Regions from separate parts of the Mus musculus genome. Here region 2 is linked to region 1. The links are chromatin contacts, called in public ChIA-PET maps. All regions are on one chromosome and are shown on one strand. Each heading gives the region's core, a stretch centred on a gene start, on an enhancer-like site or on the middle of the called end of the contact. The rest is flanking DNA. Distances are from core to core; before and after follow the strand shown.

Evidence for each region. ChIA-PET counts read pairs in DNA pulled down with a chosen protein or histone mark.
Region 2: a contact with region 1 is called in an H3K27ac ChIA-PET map of liver, with 4 times the contacts expected there. The contact joins two enhancer-like sites. A contact is called at or near these places in 8 of 484 Hi-C or Micro-C datasets (liver, nephron progenitors and stem cell-derived neural progenitor cells), 3 of 115 datasets of contacts at active chromatin or transcription factors (hepatocytes and liver) and 3 of 9 other capture datasets (adipose tissue, liver and pancreatic islet).

The regions. Positions count from the first base shown.
Region 1 is chr15:54,865,358-54,868,383 of GRCm38.p6, forward strand. Enpp2 (ectonucleotide pyrophosphatase/phosphodiesterase 2) reads right to left here. Exons shown (of 25, transcript NM_015744.4): 14 at 1,372-1,403; 15 at 555-682. Among named protein-coding and RNA genes, the nearest start is that of Enpp2, 53 kb to the right of the region's middle. Within about 2 kb of position 1,339, at least 16 of the 459 cell types and tissues checked have an H3K27ac peak or open chromatin away from gene starts, as enhancers often do. A contact at or near this core is called in hepatocytes and liver, where this site is marked.
Region 2 is chr15:54,959,294-54,962,439 of GRCm38.p6, forward strand. The region is part of intron 2 of Gm26684 (predicted gene, 26684); the gene reads left to right. Among named protein-coding and RNA genes, the nearest start is that of Gm26684, 7.9 kb to the left of the region's middle. Within about 2 kb of position 1,633, at least 3 of the 459 cell types and tissues checked have an H3K27ac peak or open chromatin away from gene starts, as enhancers often do. A contact at or near this core is called in hepatocytes and liver, where this site is marked.

The DNA of each region.
Region 1 (3,026 bases), core at 89-2,588:
TTGTGGCAGCTGACTCTGTAGAAGTGGCAAAGCCCCCAGACATGCTCTACAGCAGACTCCAAAGGAAAGGGTGGTCTCCTGATCTGGAAGAGACTTTTGATGGAGGCAAACACCAGTTGGGTTTTGAGCGATGTGAAGCATGTCCACACCAACAGAGGTTTTGAGATTAACACTTCCAGGGGCCTTCCACAAACACTGCAATCACATCAACCAGGACCACCTCAGCAACACCCTACCTGTATTTCAAGTTGCTCAAGGGATAAAAGATAGAGACGAGAATATTGCCATAAAACTTGTGCACAGTGATGCATGAGAAACTAAAAGAAGACCCAGGAACTAGAGATAAAGTTCTTTCTATTCTCATTAGTTATCTACTACACAGACACACACATACACACACACACACACACACACACACACACACACACACACACCATTTAAACAATGAGATTTCCAGCCCAGATTTCTCTTAGTAATGACCAAGAATCTTAAAGGATTTCCAGGTGCCAAATAAGCACTTGCAAAGACAAAGAGAGACAGGTTCCCCTTGTTACCTTGCAACATGCCATCTGCGTTCCACCAATAAATGGAGATCCTCGATTCTCCGATTGTTGGCATAGTGCAAACGTTTGGGAAGGTGCTGTTTCATGTAAGGCTTAAAGTGCTGATCTGGTTTTTTACACTGAAATATAAGTGAATATTGGTCTTATGGAGGGAGGTTTTCTACCAAAAAGAAAAAAAAAATCCCAGGCTGTCTCTTGAAAACCATGCTAGCCCAACAAAAGGATGGTTACTAAACAAATGGAACGTGTTAGCCCTTATTACATAATGTATGCTAAAAGCATACAGGTTCCTAGGGAGTTAGACAACTTTAGAAATAAGTCATAGGCTATCAGAAGGGGGAGGAATTCTTAATTACTGACTCTTGAGCCCAAGACTGAAGGCAGTTTAAAACTCAAGGTCTTTCCCAACTGCTTCAAATCAAGGAGTGGGAGGCACGGTGAAAGGAGAGGGGTAGACATGTGCAGGCCTATCTGATGATAAGCTCAAGGGCTTTGAAGTCTCTATCTGGGACCAGGGGAAGTAGAAGATGGGGGCAGATCTGTTTGAGAGTAAGTCAAGATTTGATTAATCATGAGCAAATACTGCTCGGCTTAATAAGAAGAACAAAGCCTCAGTTTGGATCATCGCCAAGACCATTGGGGAGTCTTCAGCTGACCTCGGTCCAGAAGTTTTGAAAGCTTAGGAGAAACAAATACACGGGACTGCAGGTCAGTGAGGAAAATGTTCCTAACCACCCACCAGGAAGGCAAACATGGGCAGGTGAGCGTATCGAAGCTGCTCCAAGGGCAGAGGCCTTGCAACACTTACCGTGAGGTTAGCAATAATGGCTTTAGGGTCATCTGTGCAGAGAAAGGGAAAAAGATTTCAAAACACAATCACAGAGAAAAGTGATTTTTTGTTTTTAACAGAGACTTGATACTTCCACCCCTTTGAGTGTCATTTTGAACAGATGTGTAATTGGGTGTAAGTGTCTCGTATTCTAATAACAGGAGTAGCTAAACCAGTGGAACAAAGCCCACAGCTCTTGCAACGTATGATGCTGGCCTGCTGGTCTAGAAAGGAAGTCGTCTTCCAAAGCTCAAGGGTACTGCTTGGTAACGGGCTTCAAATTTTCCCAAACAGATCCCTGTGCAGCCCTCACATGAATTTACTGACAGTTTCATGCCAGGAACTGATCTGGCCATCTTTAAGGGTCTTTTATCATCCCCTCCTGTTCCCCTGCAATGCTCTGGAACAAGGAACCAATCACGGTGAGATGAGATTCTAATGCAGCACATACGCAGTTTCTGTGGTGATATCACAGGTCTAATTACATAGGTGAACACTCCTCTGCAGCTGTAGGCTCACATGTGTGTAGCCGTGTGTGTGTGTGTGTGTGTGTGTGTGTGTGTGTGTGTGTGTGTTTACTGCCAGGAGACAAAGACTATTTCAGCCTACACTCAGAACTAGACTAAAGTACGGAATGAAAGCTGTATGCATCCTGGATCTTACTGTCAAGGTGGCCCTCTGTGGGGATTGTATGGAAAATGAGATTGTAGGCTGTTTGTTTGCAAAAGTAAAAGGGCACTTCAGTATGTCATTATAGAATCAGGAAAAAGGGAAGAGCAATATTCAGAGGAGACTCTGTGTGTGTGTGTGTGTGTGTGTGTGTGTGAGAGAGAGAGAGAGAGAGAGAGAGAGAGAGAGAGAGAGAGATTCACTGCTCTGGTCCCCGGGGATTGGTGCTTAGTAAGTACTACATAAACACATCTGCTCAAAAACAATAATAAGCATTTGTTGATATTCTACCTAAATTTTCGTGGCTGCATCTAATGGGCAGCAAGCAAGCGATCATGACAATAATATTTGAGTCCATGCTGTGCACCCATTTCTCTCAAAGAGCTTTGAGAGGTACTTCTGTGATCATTCATTCATAATGATAACAGGATGATCAGAATCTTCAATCAGCCAATTAGATTTAGAAGGTAAGGGGGCTTGCACGCTGGAGCACGGTCCACAGTCTCACTGATCCAGCCATGTTCTGAACTCTACACGCTTTGGCCTTGTGAAACAGTCTTCACAGGGGCTAAACAGAATAAATCCATGTCTTTTGATAGTTTAGAGCAGTTCTCAACCTTCCTAATGCTGTGACCCTTTAATACAGTTCCCCATGTCATGACCTCCCAACCATAAAATTATTTTCATTGCTACTTCATAACTGTAATTTTGCCACTGTTGTGAATCATAATGTAAATATTTTTGGAGATGGATGCATGACAAAGGGGTAGCAACCCACAGGTTGAGAACTGCTGATGTAGAGAAATCAAAAACACGGGGCAACTTCATCCACAGACACTTCACAGAGAATTCTTAGGAAACACCAAAGGCATTTGTATGAGACAACAATCCTTCAAGTCTAAACTCATCATTTCCTGAACCCAGGCTATTGTGAATGAGGAAAAGAAGCTGATAAAGGGTGGCCA
Region 2 (3,146 bases), core at 383-2,882, 94 kb after region 1:
GTCCTGTTCAGTACTATATCATATCCTCAGTTCCCATGATTTTCCTTGTAGGTTTTTAGAGTCAGAGTCACTTGTGGCCCGGGCTGACCTCAAACTAAAAATGTTGCCAAGGATGTTCTTGAACTTCTTGTTCTCCTACCTCTACCTCCTGGCTGCTGGGATTACAGGTGTGTGGTGCCATGCAAGTTTAGAAAGCATTGTTGATTATATACCCTTAAAGTTGAGAACCATTTTTGCTCTTTAAAATTTGTTTCTTAATGGAAAATGTAAGTCTATCTTCCTTTCCAAGAGGAATCTTCAACAGATTCCTGGACTCATCTCTAGAGAAGAGAAAACACACACACACACACACACACACACACACACACACACACACACACACACACAGGACAGATGGAAGAAATCCAAAAGAAAAGAACCCAACATGTTTAAATTTCAATGGACCACTGAAGCATCTCTCCACTGAAGCATCTCTGGCTGAGAGTACAGCCAAAAGGAATCAAAAATTGTACATTAGAAAAGTACCGTGAGACCAAGCTTACATGGCTGCCAATGAGTCAAAAAAGGCTAAGCAGGCAGCTAAGCATATACCAAATGACAGCACCTAAGAAGATACTGTGATGCCTGAGTGGGAGGAAAATGCTTGCTAAATAGATAGATCAGTTTCTAAAATAACCATAGGCATTGGTTATTCTAAAAATGGAAAAAAAAACCCAAATAAACAAATCCTGATACCAAAAACACCAAGGACAGTTATCTATGGGTTAAATTCCGGGTGGTTCTAAAAGCTATGCTTGAAAATGATTCACCTCATCTCTTCATGACACAGAGCTCAGCCCCAAAGAGAAATAAGTAATATCCCCAGTGTCTACTTAATTCTCAATCGTTTTCTTCTTGGTCCTGCCACACATGATGGACCTTCCCAGCATGCAGATGAAGACCTGTTTTCTCATTTCTCTAAGTTTTCACCGGCTCTTATCCCCATCCCCAACACTCATATCTGGCTCAACTACCTCATGGATGGTTCCCAATCTCCCCAATGCTGCAACCATTTAATACAGCTCCCCATATTGTAGTGACCCTCATCCATAAACCTATCTCCATTTTGCTACTTCATAACTCTAATTTACTGCTATGAATCCAAATATAAATATCTGTGTTTTCCAATGGTCTTTGGGATTTGGGACCCACAAGTTGAGAATCACTGGTCTAGGGCCTTTCCCCACTCAACTCCCATGAGTTTGGGCTCAAAACAGCCTCCTCTGCTAGGCTGGGGCCCAGCCCATTCTCTGCTTGCACACAGCATACCCCACTGGCTTTTTTCTCCTCCTGAGTCCTGATGGTTCCTGACTGAGCAATTCCTCCATTGTATCTCATGGCCAACTGACCGCCCAGCCAGAAAATTGAATTAATAAATTAATAAAGCAATGTTCTAAATGATCTTTTTAGAGAGATGGTCTGCTTTAGTTTTTAGTTTTTATTTGATTTTTAAAACTTTATTGGGGTGTACTCTTGATATGCAATTCACTGATTTAAACTGTGCATGTCAATGACTTGGGAATGTTTAAATAGGTGCACAACCCACATCAGGATTGATTACAGAACATTTCATCACACCAAAAACAAATACCATATTCCTTATCTGTCATTCTTCATGTCACCCAGACTCCTGGTTCTGGGCAACCACAGGTAGAGACTGTTCTGTGTCTGCAGGTTTGTATGATCTAGCCATATCCTATGACTAGAACCACCCAATGACTCGTTGTCTGTGATCGGCATCTGCTGACACCTTTGAACATGCATTTGTCTTTAAACTTCCATTTTATGTGGGAGGTATGTGAAAGAATTTGGACCCTTGTAGAGATATTGGAAGGTAAATGAAGGCAGTACTTCTTAGACAGAATCCACTGCAGCCTGGGAAATTGTCCAAATTCCTGAGCCCTAGGATGACAGTGAGGATGAAGCAGCTAAGAGGGTTAGCTGTATCTATCACCTCAGAACAGAAGAAAGAAATGGAATCCAATTGAGGGAAACTACCTCACTCACCAGCCCTGTTTCAGCACGGCTACTTGTGCAGGATCTCTTAGGCCACCAGGACGCACTCTAAATCAAAGTTCCTCGGTCAAACTCTAACTTAACCAGACAGCAGTTGCTGATCTTCATGTGTCACTTCTCCATCTACACAAAGATTATAAAAATAATTCCTGCCCTCTGGCCACCTCATCAGAGAACTGAAAAGTCATTACAGTGAAGTAAGAGGCTGTGTGAGGTGCGTAGTACAGACTTGGAACATTGTAAATACTTGGTACGTGCTTTTGCTTCTTGTTGATTGGCCACAGCTCTTTACATATTGTCCTATGCATGATGCAACGTGGAAAGGGGACAGTGACGCAGTTATGAACGTTATCAACTATTATCACTGTGAAATTTTCACGCTGTATTTTAATAGACATTATAAATCTTGAGCTGATTCATCTGAAACCTAAAAATAACTTACTAACTGGGTGAGGTGATGCATATCTTTAATTCCAACACTCAGGGGAAAGACACAGACAGATCTCTATGCATTTGAGACCAGTTCTACACGAGCCAGGGCTATATGGTGAGACCTTGTCTCAAAAACAAAACAAAACAAAATAAGCAAGCAAACTTAATGGAAAGTCAAAATGTTTTAGCTCCATGTCCAGAGTTTAAATGTGATGGAAGGAGCAGAGTTTCTCCATATTCCTCAGTCCCCGAAGCAGAAAGAGTAAAATGGCTTACTGGACTTTGCATCATACCTGTTCCCCCACAGTCCTCTTGTATAGTGCCCTTGCTCTCCTGTTACCATCCCTAGGAACCAGACCCGTGTATGACACCATCTGCTTAGCCTTCCCCAGAATATCTGCTAAAAATATGTCAAAAATCAATCTTTGTGTGATTATCACTCTCCGGACAGACAAAGGCAACATTAGGATAAAACCATCTCTCTGCATCACACACAACTGTGAGTGGCCAAAGACTTAGGTTGATGTTGTCACCAGCAAATCAGCCAATTATCCAGAAAGTTGGAGTCAGAGGGTAGCTGGCCTCTTACATGCCAGCCTATAGAAGGGGACATGAAACTATGGGTCCCCTTCCAGCTTCCTCTGCATTGTCTTTCCTGA